2 separate regions of the Oncorhynchus mykiss genome follow, and region 1 is linked to region 2. Evidence: chromatin contacts called from public Hi-C data. All regions are on one chromosome and are shown on one strand. The core of a region is the stretch at or near the end of the contact, and the rest is flanking DNA. Distances in the headings are between cores, read along the strand shown.

Evidence for each region. Hi-C and Micro-C count contacts between places; a contact is called where the count stands out from the background.
Region 1: a Hi-C map of liver shows a contact between it and region 2, with 9 times the contacts expected there. The contact joins the promoter of prpf6 here to the promoter of LOC110492495 in region 2. A contact is called at or near these places in 2 of 3 Hi-C or Micro-C datasets (blood and liver).

The regions. Positions count from the first base shown.
Region 1 is chr16:62,679,596-62,686,577 of USDA_OmykA_1.1, reverse strand. prpf6 (pre-mRNA-processing factor 6) reads right to left here and starts at 2,901. Exons shown (of 21, transcript XM_036947530.1): 1 at 2,505-2,901; 2 at 1,580-1,742; 3 at 1,369-1,487; 4 at 1,183-1,261; 5 at 836-1,012. The coding sequence starts at 2,794.
Region 2 is chr16:62,456,849-62,463,943 of USDA_OmykA_1.1, reverse strand. It overlaps LOC110492495 (zinc finger protein 512B), which reads left to right and starts at 4,460. Exons shown (of 19, transcript XM_036947527.1): 1 at 4,460-4,914; 2 at 5,170-5,314; 3 at 5,425-5,625.

The DNA of each region.
Region 1 (6,982 bases), core at 1,652-4,151, 220 kb before region 2:
GACAATAGAGCCATGAGTACCAGGCCATTAGGACCTGATGGAGGGACAAGAGCCCTGAGTACCAGGCCATTAGGACCTGATGGAGGGACAATAGAGCCATGAGTACCAGGCCATTAGGACCTGATGGAGGGACAATAGAGCCATGAGTACCAGGCCATTAGGACCTGATGGAGGGACAAGAGCCCTGCGTACCAGGCCATTAAGACCTGATGGAGGGACAATAGAGCCATGAGTACCAGGCCATTAGGACCTGATGGAGGGACAATAGAGTCATGAGTACCAGGCCATTAGGACCTGATGGAGGGACAATAGAGCCATGAGTACCAGGCCATTAGGACCTGATGGAGGGACAATAGAGCCATGAGTACCAGGCCATTAGGACCTGATGGAGGGACAATAGAGCCATGAGTACCAGGCCATTAGGACCTGATGGAGGGACAATAGAGCCATGAGTACCAGGCCATTAGGACCTGATGGAGGGACAATAGAGCCATGAGTACCAGGCCATTAGGACCTGATGATTGTTAGCAAGTTGAGTACTCTCGAAGTATGTCCAGTGCATAAGAGGAGATTACCGCGACTCAACAGTCACATGGAATTTTACTGCGGTCATGACTCATGACTGCCGGTGTAGCGGTAATACAGTCACCCCAAAAGCCCTAGGTAGGATTTGGAATGTTTCAGTGGCAGAAGTTGACTCCTACAGGCACATAATGAAACTGCAACATGTGACAAAACAGAGAGTGTAGTATGAGAGTATGGCAATGCATGACCCTTAGAAGTTGGTGAGTATGCTTGAGTGTGTGTCTGCTTCTGTGCATGTAACGTTACTAACCCCCTGCAGTGGGTCCACAGTGGTGTGCTTGTCTCCTGTGGTCAGGTGTTTGGAGAAGAAGCTGTCTGGTACAGGGGTGAGTTTCTCATAGCGCGGGTTCCTCTGGCGCTTATTCCTGGCATCGCCAACCTCCGGGATACTCAGCCACTCCTCATCTGACATTCCTGACAGCTTCCTCTACACAAGAGCCAGAGAGAGAGAAAGGGAGAGAGAATGAAGAGAATGAAGCTTTCAGTGTCATTATCCATTAAGAGATGGAAATGTGTGTCTTTGGCAGATTTAAAGGTAGAACTGCTCAGAGACAGTACAGGAGACTTGAATCTGTTGCCATGAGAACAGTGACCTACCTTGAGGTCAGAGAACTGCTGCTGGATCTTGGGGCGCTCCATACGGTACTTCTCTATCTCATCCTTCTCCCTCAGCTCCCTGGGGACCACACAGGACAGACCGGGTTAACACAACAGAGCAGTAACACACACACCCTCAGGAGCAGTAACCCACACTAATAAACACATGGAATTATCTTCTCTCACCTCCTCTCCTTGCGTCGTTCGTCCATCCTCTTGTCCAGAGCTGCGTAGATGGCATCTGCCTCCTCGTCGTCTTTCTCATAGGGTCCACTGGAGAACAGACTGCCAGCATAGCCGTTAAACTGAGACAAAGTGGACAGAGGTAGGTGTTACAATATGTTGTGAGATGAGCTTTGCCTGAACTTGTTCTTGGGTGTCATGTGTAAACAAGCACCTCATCATAGTTGGTGTCATTCAGATCCTCTTCGTCGTCTTCCTGGTTCTTCTTCATCTTGTCCCCCACCGTCCTCTGCCCCGGGGGAGCATGGCGGTCATCCACCGGGTCGTTGGCATCTCGAGCGGGTCCGATATCAGAACGGGTGGTGAAACCTGTGGCTCTGGAGACAGAAGAGGTGGAGTTAGATGGAGAGATTCAACAACAGACTAGAACATTATTCTTCAATCTACCCAGCAGATCCAACCCGCTTGCTTACAGCTGCACTAGGGTCAGACAGGCTTCCTGTGTAGATTATTACACAGCAGAGCAGGCGCGAGAGATGGCTTGGAAAACATACCTCAATCCAGGGATGAGAAATGTGGTGTTCTTCAAATTGTCCCATTATCCCAACTGTTACACCAAGAAGATTAAACGACTGCTAAAAAAACTAGCAAAAAAACTAAGTTGTTGTAACAGTTAAATTGGGATAATGGGGCAATTCGGAGTATAACTAATTTCTCATCCCTGTATCGAGATACATATTCCGAGCCATATCTCGGGTTGGCTCAGCGGTGTCTTAATCTACACTGGAAGTCTGTCTGTCTGACTCTAGTGCAGTTGTTAGCAAGCTGGTCAGATCTGCTGGCTATCTTCAATCCTGCTCCTGGAGACCACAGCCTCTAGTTTTTGTTTCAGTCTGGTTCTGGAGTGTTTACATAGGTAGATAGCGAGCCAAACATTGCATTGGTACACAAGTAGTTACTAGCGTTACTTAATAACAAGAAATGAGGAATTTTAGACGTATTGCATCCTAACACTATTAGCAAGATTTAGGTACAAATCCTTGATTGCCAGCAAAATTCAAGATTGTTTTCCAGTCAAAGTTGGCTTAGTTACTGTAGCTAGCTATGTGGCTAAGCTAACTAACATCATGCCTGCTTACCCTCTGCCGAGTCCAGGCACATAGCCTAGCGGCGCGGCCATCCCAAGGAAGGGCTTTTTCTTCTTGCCCATGAGCGGGGAGGACATGGGCATTGGCGGGGGCTCGGCATTACGCCCGCCACCCCGGCCACCTCCAGAGCCTCTACCAGAATTCTGCCCGCCGCCCCCAAAGCCTCTACCATCATTCTGCCCGCGGCCACCGGAGCCTCGACCGAAATTCTGTCCACCGCCCCTAGAGCCTCTACCATCATTTTGATTTCTGTTGTTATAGTTTCCATCTCTGCCAGCCATCGTGGCTAGTTATACCGACAACGCGGTTCACTCACTAAGGTATAATAAGAACGGGTTCACTTCCGGAATAATCTTCTTCGTATGAGCTTCCGGCAGACTGGAACTTTTGGAAATAACAACATACGCACTTCCTTTTACAATCATGGCATTGGTCTGCAACAGCGCCCCCCTGTGGCGCTCCACAACTACTACTGCCATGCTCTACCAGCAGAGTGCAGCAGACTACAGGAAAATGTGCAGGCTAGGAGAATAGCCAACTTTAGGCCCATTGCACATATCCCAGACATGGCAACTGGAATTTGGAGTCTAAATGGTTTATTAAGTCTACCTGTAACTATAGGGAATAAATATGCATTGGTTTCGGGTCATGTATTTGATCAGCATATAGTTGAGTGAATCTGCTAGCCCTCATCAACAGAAGCTCATTAGGCTACCTCAGCCTGGTTTGACAGCCAGGTCATTTTGAGTCTGCATTTCACCATTATTGACATAATGAAAGTCGACACTGTCCTATTTCTTGAGAGAACCAATTTAAAAACACAGCTGATTGGCCGACACATTTTAAAAAGTGTTTTAAAATTAATTGGCATACATTTTGACAGCGATGCATTATCTAATATATATCAAACCAGTCTAACATGGACACTAAAGCCTTCTTGGGCGGTCCATTGTCAATCACAGGATGGGCTCACTGCGATAAATGTAATTACAACCTAATATGAAGTTTCTGTGCTGTCTGTCTTGTGATGAAGTACCTCCGCCTATGCATCAATTTGATTCCATCACCTTTAACTTTAGCCATCTACAGCCAAGGCCTCAGCATGTTAATTTCTCTTCATTTAATTTGCCTCCAGGGCAGACATTATTTCACTGTGATGAAAATGTGCTGTCAGCTGCATTAGAGGATGTATGGCTTTAACAGCCCAGAACCATTTCATAGATCCAAAGAGCTGCAAATATTCACAGACCTGGTTTCATTTTTGTATTGAACCTTTGTTTTAACTAGAAAAGTCAGTTAAGAGCAAATTCTTACTTACAATGACAGCCTAAACCGGCCAAATCCGGGCCAATTGTGCGCCGCCCTATGGGACTCCCAATCATGGCCGATTGTGATACAGCCTGGATTTGTACCAGGGTGTCTGTAGTACACCTCTAGCACTGAGATGCAGTGCCTTAGACCGCTGTGCCACTAACTGAACACGTTTAACTTATTTCATAGTTTTGATGTCTTCACTATTATTCTACAATGTAGAAAATAGTCAAAATAAAGAAAAACCCTTGAATGGCTAGGTGTGTCCAAACTTTTGACTGGTACTCTGTCTGTCTGTCTGTCTGTCTGTCTGTCTGTGATCCAGCGATCCAGGTCCGTGTCATTAGAGGGAAACCACCCATCAGTAATGCTGATTGAGGTTAATGATCAAGAAAACCCTGTGTGTCAAACCCATGTCCACATCTAATCCCCCGGTTACTGTTCTGAATACATTCAATCACCTTTGTTGAGGTCAGCCTTGGCAGATGCAGATATGGGTCAATGCCAGATGAAATCAGTGGATGAGCAGTGAGTCGCAATAAAAGGTATTTTTGGAACTTGCAACACCTTGTTTTCTCTATTCGTGTTGCAGGATATTTGTGGTGAACAAGCTACATCTCTCAGCTGACACGCACAGACGCAAACATGCATGGAGGAGAAAACGAGAACACCATGTCTGTCTCACACACACAGAGAGTCTAGCTAGCATGGCGGTGGTCCTGGTAGCCAGCAGAGTTAATGGATGTTGTCTCCCTTTGATGGATTACTGGCAATATTCACACTGGGCTAAATGGTAAAGCTACCGCTTACAAGGAACAGGACGAAAGAAAGCCCGTACGACCTCCGACAAGACATCAAACATGCAAAATGACAATATACACTGAGTGGACAAAACATTAGGAACACCTTCCTAATATTGAGTTCTCTTTTGCCCTCAGAACAGCCTCAATTTGCTGGGGCACGGACTCTTCAAGGTGTCCAAAGTGTTCAAAAGGGATTCTGGCTCATGTTGACTACAATGTTTGTGTGGTGAACCCTTCCTGCTACACACAGGAAACTGTTGAGCGTGGAAAACCACCAACGGTGCAGTTCCTGACACAAACCGGTGCGCCTGGTACCTACTACCATACCCGTTCAAATGCACTTACATCTTTTGTCTTGCCCGTTCACCCTCTGAATGGCACACACACAATCCATGTCTCAATTGTCTCAAGGCTTAAAAATCCTTCTTTAACCTGTCTCCTCCCCTTCATCTACACCGATTGAAGTGGATTTAACAAGTGACATCAATAAGGGATCATAGAGTTCATCTGGATTCACCTGGTCAGTTTATGTCATGGAAAGAGCAGGTGTTCCTAATGTTTTGTACACTCAGTGTAGGAGAAAGGTGGAAACCTATTACACCGGCTCTGACGCTCGTCGCATGTGGCAGGGCTTGCAGACGACAATGTATTACGGAGGGAAACCTAGCCATAAAATGCCCAGTGATGCATAACTTCCAAACAAACTAAATGCCTTTTATGCTTGCTTCGAGGAATACAACACTGAGTCTTGCGTGAAAGCCCCTTTGTTCCAGATGACTGTGTGATCTCAGTGATCACACAGTCTTAACACTCACTCACCCAGGTTAACAATCGCAAGGCCACCTGGCCAGATGGAATACCAGGATGCGTTCTCAATATATGCGCAGACCAGCTGGCATGTGTCTTCACGGACATCTTCAATCTCTCCTTTTCCCAGTCTGTAATCCCAACATGTTTCAAGCTGACCACCATTGTCCTGTTTCCCAAGAACTCTAGGCAACCTGCCTAAATGACTATTGCCTTGTAACATTCACATCTGTAATTATTAAGTGAAAGGCTGGTCATGACACACATCAAGACCATCATCCCAGACATTCTGGACCCACTCTAATTCACAAACCATCCCAACAGATCCAAATTGCAATAATCTCAATTGCACTCCACACTGCCCTCTCCCACCTGGACAGGAGGGCAGATAACTATGTGATAATTCTGTTCATAGACTACAGCTCAGCGTTCAACGTAATAGTCTCCTCCAAGCTCATCACTAAGCTGGGGACCCTGGGACTGAACACCTCCCTCTGCGACTTCCTGGCCGGGCCGACCCCATGTGGTGAAGGTAAGCAACAACACCTGCTTGCTGACCATCAACATGGGGGCCCCAAAGGGGTTCGTCCCTGACTGTTCTCCCTCTTCACCCACGACTGCATGGCCACGCAGGAAACCAACACCGTCATCAAGTTTGCCTGTTCGGCCTGATCACCACAGCGATGAGAGAGCCTTCAAGTCTAATAAAATCAAATCAAATGTTATTTGTCACATGCGCCGATTACAACTTGTACGGTGAAATTACACGGCTTACTTACAAGTCCTTAACCAACAATGCAGATCAAGAAATAGAGTTAATAAAATATATACCAAATAAAGTAAAAAAAAAAAAAAAGATCTAATCAATCAGAAATAACGAGGCTATATACAGGGGGTACCGGTACAGGGTACCGGTTCACAAACACAAACATACCCCACAGAGCCTCAGGACAGCAACACAATTAGACCGAACCAAATCATGAGAAAACAAAAAGATAATTAATTGACAAATTGAAGAATTTAAAAAACAGAGCAAACTAGAATGCTATTTGGCCCTAAACAGAGAGTACACAGTGGCAGAATACCTGACCACTGTGACTGACCCAAATGTAAGGAAAGCTTCGACTATGTACAGACTCAGTGAGCATAGCCTTGCTATTGATAAAGGCCGCCATAGGCAGACCTTGCTCTCAAGAGAAGACAGGCTACAGTGGCAATAAAAAGTATACGAACCCTTTGGAATTACCTGGATTTCTGCATAAATTTGACATACAGTTTGATTTGATCTTCGTCTAAGTCACAACAATAAACAAACACAGTCTGCTTAAACTAATAACACACAAATTATTGTATTTTTCTTGTCTATATTGAATACATCACTTAAACATTCACAGTATAGGTTGGAAAAAGTATGTGAACCCCTAGGCTAATGACTTCTCCAAAAGCTGGAGTCAGGAGTCAACTAACCTGGAGTCCAATCAATGAGACGAGATTGGAGATTTTGGTTAGAGCTGCACTGCCCCAGAAAAAACCCTCACAAAATTCAAG
Region 2 (7,095 bases), core at 3,211-5,710:
TTGTTTCTGCTGGAGAGACAGGGCACTGAGAGAATAAATACTCCTGAGTTGTGTTATTAACGTGTTGTTTCTGCTGGAGTGACAGGGCACTGAAAGAATAAATACTCCTGAATTGTGTTATTAACTCTCTCTTTTAACTCTTACCTCTTCTAACTCTCTCTTTTAACCCTCCTTCTAATTATCTCTTTTAACTCTATCTTTTAATTCTCTATTTTTTAAATCTCTCTCTCTTCTTACTCTCTCTCTTAGCTCTCTTTTTTTTAAACTCTTATCTCTTCTAACTCTCTCTTAACTCTTATCTCTTCTAACTATCTCTTTTAACTCTCTCTTCTAACTTTCTCTTTTAATTCTCACTCTCTTTTAACTCTTCTCTTTTAACTCTCTATCTCTTTTAACTCTCTCTATTAGCTCTCTTTAAAAAAAACTCTTATCTCTTCTAACTCTCTCTTTTAACTCTTATCTCTTCTAACTCTTCTAACTCTTCTTATCTCTTCTAACTCTTCTTGTTTTTCAATCAACCAACAAAACACATTCCACATTCACAGATGTGACAGGCTTAAAAAAATAAAATGTCAAAAAATATAATAATAATACATTTGAAAAAATAAAAAAATAAAATACAATTAAAATGAAAGATTAAAGTCAAATAAAAACACTTAATCTGTTTTCATTCTATGGAGTCTCAAAGGAGTATAATAACATTTGTAAAAAAAATTGTAATTAGATTCTTTCATTTTTACATTGGTAGAGGAGTAGTCGCAAACCTCCGCCCATAACTCATCACTGATAGTCAGACCAAGGTCCTTTTCCCAGATTATTTTCAAAGGAGTAAAGGAGGAGCCTCCTTTCTCAGAAAGGAGTCTATAGATATAAGATATTTTGCCTTTAATGGATTGTGCTGTGACAAGAAGGGTTTCAACTTCATTCAACTGAGTTCTAAAACTCCTCTTGGAGGTAAATGAAGAAATTACATGTCTAATTTGAAGATATTTTAAAAAAAAAATGGGATCTTGGCACATCGAATTCACTGCAGAGCTCTTGAAAGGATTTCAGTGTAGTGGTTTTCTGATGAAATAGGTCTGAAAAGGTCCTGATTCCTAGAGTATGCCAAAGATTAAAGTTGGCATCCCTCAGGGCTTTTGGCAAGTCTGGGTTGCCTACTATAGGTGAGTGAGAACATATTTGGGAGGAAATGTCTCTCTCTCTCTTTTAACTCTATCTCTTCTTACTCTCTCTCTTAGATCTCTTTTTTAACTCGTATCTCTTCTAACTCTCTCTTTTAACTCTATCTTGTAACTCTTATCTCTTCTAACTCTCTCTTTTAACTTGTCTTTTAACTCTCTCTATTTTAAATCTCTCTTAACTCTCTCTCCTCTTACACTCTCTCTTAGCTCTTTTTAAAAACTATCTCTTCTAACTCTCGCTTCTAACTATCGTTTAACTCTCTCTCTTTTAACTATATTTTAACTCTCTCTCACTCTTGCTCTGCCTCTGTTTCTCAGCCTCTCTCTACCTTTGTAGATCTGTCTCTCCTTATCTCCCTCTATCTGCCGCTCCCTTTATCTTTCTTGATCTTCCTCTCCCTCTATCTTCCTCTGTTTTTCTCTTTCTCTGCAACTGGCTTCACACTGTCTATGGTGAGATAGACCATTATTGAAGAAAGTCGGGGCAGTTGGCTAGGACAAATTAGATAGGACAATTAGATGGCCATTATTTAATATTCCTCTATTTTCACTTCTCCTTTCTCTGGTAACGGTCTGGTGAGGTCTCTCTCTATTCCTCCTTCTGCCCCTGTTCTGTTGTCTGGTGCCCTAGGGAGAGATGTTTACACAGAAAATAGAAGGAGAGAGTGGTAGAGGAAAAATTGATAGAATAGAGAGATATACAAAAGGATTGGAATAGATGGAGATGAAAAGAGAGAAAACAGGATGGACAGAAACATTTAAATGAGAAACAGAGGAAGTGAGGGAGGGAGAAAGGAAAAATCAGAGATGGAGAGGGAGGGAGGACGTCACACCTGTCCAAACGAAGCGTGTCTGGCACCTTGCACCTGCGCCCCCACCTGTCACTCAGTGGCTGAGTCATGTTAGTGAATACTAAGCAGTTTATCCTGCCACCATCCTGCCTCGCTGGCTGTCTGGCTTACTGCTGGGAGACAATTACTGGGTGATACCAAGCATCTCCCTGCCTAATTACATGTAAATCTTTATCATATGGATGGTTCTATGGTAAACAGGTCCTGTCAGCTATGTGACGTCTCATTATGGGTGGAAAGGTAGAGGTGATAGAGTGCAGGCAGTTAGGGAGAAGGACTCTAAGTGTTTATAACCTCAGCTTATGTGTTATTTTCTCTCCCTATCTCTCTTTCTTATTCCATCCTTTCTTATTTCTCTCTCTCTCTCTCTCCTCAGATATAAATGAGCTTAGTGATGCCCAAGGAGGTTTGGAGGTCTGTGTTTCTTAAACAGTGGCTTCTAAATCATGGTTGCTATTCTTTAATCCCACAACACGTTCTCACTTCTCTTTCTGCCTCTGTCACACAGAAGGACTGAGTATCCATTTGAAACCTCATTGCTTGACGCCACATGCAGAGTAGAACACAGTTTCCCTCTAGTTGCCAGGTTGGCCACCTGACAGCTTTTATTAACTATTAACCAGGCTTGTGCCTGCTCAGCAGAGAAAGAGAGGAGTAAATCACTGTAAGGGATTCATGGTCTGTCAACCAGGATCCTGCAATAACCATTCAGTTAGGTTACATTAGAACACAGAGCAGGGGAACAGTAGGACGTAGCTCCATACACTGGGATAGTACTGTTGCTCCGAGGAATTTATTGACTGCCATCAACCTGTGGTCTAATATTTTGTAAGAGAGGAAGAAGATTGATGAGCAGGGTCTACCCTCCCCATTTATTTGAGATTGAGTCCTGCGGATTTCTCCTAATGTGTCTGTGGGATATACTCATCTGGGGTCATTTTTTTGCCACTTCAATCCCCAAAGATTAGGTCTTTTTTTTTTGTCTCCTCTGCTATATTCTAATGGGAAACACCATCAATGTGTTTATCTCAAACTGCAAACCGAGATCCTACCCCAGCACTTTCTAACAGTATTTAAAAACTAGGTACCAGGGTACTTTCAGTAACTGGCGACTAGTTCTACTCAGTGGACAGCCATCAATAAGGACACATGTTTTCCAGTGGTCATATGACAATGTAGCCGACTATATTTCAGTCTTACAGAACCCAGTAGTGAGGCAACACTTCCATCTACTGGATATCTAATGTATGAACATTTCATGTGAGGGGTAGATAAAAAATGTTTTTAATAATTATCTTGGAGCAGTTAGAGAATCTGAATGTAGCTCCCCACTGTGAAGCTCTAATGCAATGGATGAATAGCAGGTGAAAAGGTGGCAGGTTTTGGTCATGTTATCTGTCCCTCTACAAACCATTTCTAATCAGCTGAGAGGAAGGCTGCATTCACACAGGCAGCCAAATTCTGATATTATTTTTCCACTAATTGATCTTTTGACCAATCACGTCAGAACTTTCGCAAAAGACCAATTCGTTTAAAAAATATTTTCTGAATTAGGCCGCCTGTCTAAACGCAGCCAAAGAGAAACAGAGAAGGAATATATATATACATATATATATATATACATATATATTTTTAGAGAAGGAAATGGGATTAAAGAAATTAAAACTGCATCCTTAATCATTCCCTCCTTGACGTAGACCTAACATAACTGATCTAATGTAATTGGACAAGTGAAAGCAAGGGCACCACCATATTGCTTTCACTGTCCAGTCATGTCTCATCAGTAACTACTTCAGAGTGGTCGAAAGGAAGGATACATTTTATATACTGTACCTTGCTTGGGCTCTGACGTTGCCGGGCCCTAAAATGAGTACACCCTGCCCTCTTGTGGTGGTTTAGGGGAACAGCCAGTGTACATGGTTTACGTCATTGTTTCTGATGATTTCCACTTATAAAAAATATTAGGTCATGCTGACTGGCACCAATCACATCTGAGAGAGTCTCCTCTGGTTGTGTGAGCCCACTGTAAGTGGCTATGATTCAGTGGCTGCATGAGTGAGGGCCACGTGTTATACATATCATATCAGAGTATAATGGGGAACATTTAGCTGCTCTTGCAGAAGCTTGCTGATTTAGTATTAGCAATAATAATAATTCATTAGTGGGCAAAATATGAGAAACTTTCAAAACAAGTGACCTTGGTTCTCGACATTGCATTAGCCTTCACTGTGTTGGAATAAAATGACAGATCAGCAATGCCCAACCATAACAGTCTACATCATCTAACAACCTATTTAACATCCCATATTAAATCGATTGATCCGTTTCTGATAGAGCAGAATAGGTAGCCTATAGCCGATTCTACTCTGCCCCAGCGTCACTATGCAAGTTTCGATTGCTATAGTCTACGAGTGGACTATTATTTGGATTGCCTTGGACTGGCATGAAATCGACGAAACAGCACAACGACAATTGACAATCTAAGGCTGTGCGCAGTTGACTCCCTGAATATTAACGATAAAGGTCGGATGATAATTTAGTAGCCTAACATTACCAGATTAAAACGTTTAGTGAGGCTGTTTTTAAGAATTTATCCTAACCCTTTTTCGTCATGACCACACGGCGTTACATCGGATGAGCCTCATCAAACCGTCAGTTTGGTATCGATACAAAATCGGGTTTATTAGGCAAAAACCCCGAATATTATTTGCGCGATAAAAAATAATAATAACGCGAGAGTTTGCAAGTTGCCAGAAGACTGTAGTTGCAGCTGTCAAAGGAAGAGTGGATACGCGCATGACTCAACACACATTACTGTAGCCTATTACTGTACACGGCCGCGAAGATAATTTCCGTATAAAACCCGAAATAATCCCGAGGTAAGGAACCGCAGACTGCACCGAAAGCGACCGAGGTCGAATCTTTTAATTCCTTTTTTCCTCTGGTTCATTTTATTTTACTCTAACCAACTCGCTTGCAGCTGTTGAAAATTACTGCACTAAACATATTTTTGTGACTCCCTTTAGCTCCAGCCATTGCAAGGATTTTTTTTTTTACTCCTCCTTCATATTAAAGTCGCCATTTTGCTTCACTGCCTATATAAAACCTTCTTGTATTTTAATGTTTTCTTCAAGGAGTCGGAGACGTCTCTATCTTTCCTGCGTGTCTCCTGATATTCACATTTCTTGAGTTTTCCAACGAGACGATTGAGATTAAAGAAGTGCCTCGTGGTTGCCATATTAATGCACGAAAGGGGGAAAAGTGGATGCTGGAAATAAGGTGAACGTCTTTAGGATTTTAATTGGCATCTCCTTTCCCCCCCTCCTCCTCCCTCTTCCTCATCTTCTTCATCTCTCCTCGTCTTTCCTCGGATTCAAAACGAGGACTAGGCGCGTGGCTAACGACCGTGACGACTGTCAGTCCGTCTCCATCGAAGCCCCCGACCAGACCCGCTTGGAACAGCAGGTGTGATGGCCATGTAAGACCGGGAAAGGCGCATATACCGCGCGAGGTGTAGCCCTACCGCCTGACCCCACGTGGGTGACCCCGGCCACCCGGCGGCTCGTGTTGGGTGACTCCCGACATTGCAGGTAGGTGTGGCCTTCTAGAACCCCATGTCCCTATTATTAATCAACGGCACAGTAAACATTGTAGCCAGCAGCATTCGAATGCACCAATGTAGCAATCGAAACAGTCCACAAACAATGTTGCTGCAATGTAACCATCTTCAATTAGAGGAGACAGAAGCAAGTCAAACTGCTGTTGCAGCCTGTGACCTAGGAGGTGAATAGGGCAATTTGTCTGTGCAGCCTTCAAACATCAAGTGTTTTTGTGTGTAAGTGCTCAATTCCAAAATACCCCAGTTCTTTCACTTTGCAGCTGTTTCTGGGGTTCTGCTTTGGTTTCAGCCAGCTGTATGATGTACTGATTTATAACTGTCATGACTAGGTTAGTAGACTATCAAATGTATGCCACACTGCTAAAGTAGCGGGATAATAGCCTATAGCTGTGATGTAGTAGTAACAGTGTTGTAGTATGACAGTAATAAAGTGGGATTACTTAACTCAGAACCTGTGTGTGTGTGTGTGTATGTGTGTGTGTGTGTGTGTGTGTCTTATCTCCCTGCCAGTAACGGTGCCTTGACTCTGTGTGGAAGTTGTGCATTCACTGCTCTGGGTGTATAGTAAGCTACTGTGAATATATAATAAAATAACATTTAGTTGAATTAAAAACTGTAATGCAAATCAGAAAATCAATAAAAATGAATTTGTTTTAGTGTCAATAATATTATAGACATGACAATGAGGGCAAGTCACAATAGGGACACAATAGACCGTGTACATATACAGTATCAGTAGAGAACGGCTCATAAATATGGCTGGAATGGAGTCAATGAAATGGTATCAAACACATGGAAACCACCTCTTTTATGTTTTTTTGTACCATTCTGATGACTCCCTTCCAGCCATTATTATGAGCTATCCACCCCTCAGCAGCCTCCACCGAAATATACTGTATGTATATCTTAGGACAGTGAATGTGGATAATGTCTGTCTGGCTCTCTGGCCTATTTTACAAATCTTGTATCACACCCTCATCCCTGCTTCTCTAGTAGTATGGATCTACCCATATCTTTACAGAGGAAGAAGTAAAACCTGGTTTGAGCAATATTCCTCCCTTGCCTTGTAATACACATGGTCCAGGGCGTGTGTGTGTTTATGCATGTCCAACTAGCTCTCACAGTCTCACATCAGAATTAGACGTTCATCCATGTTGCTCAAACGTCAATGTTCAAAGTGTTTAACTTCTTATGGCTGAGATCCCGCTAACGGGATCGATATGACAACAGCCAGTGAAAGTGCAGGGCACCAAATTCAAACAACAGAAATCTCATAATTAAAATTCCTCAAACATACAAGTATTTTACACCATTTTAAAGATAAACTTGTTGTTAATCCCACCACCGTGTCCGATTTCAAAAAGGCTTTACGACGAAAGCACACCAAATGATTATGTTAGGTCAGTACCTAGTCACAGAAAAACACAGCCATTTTTCCAGC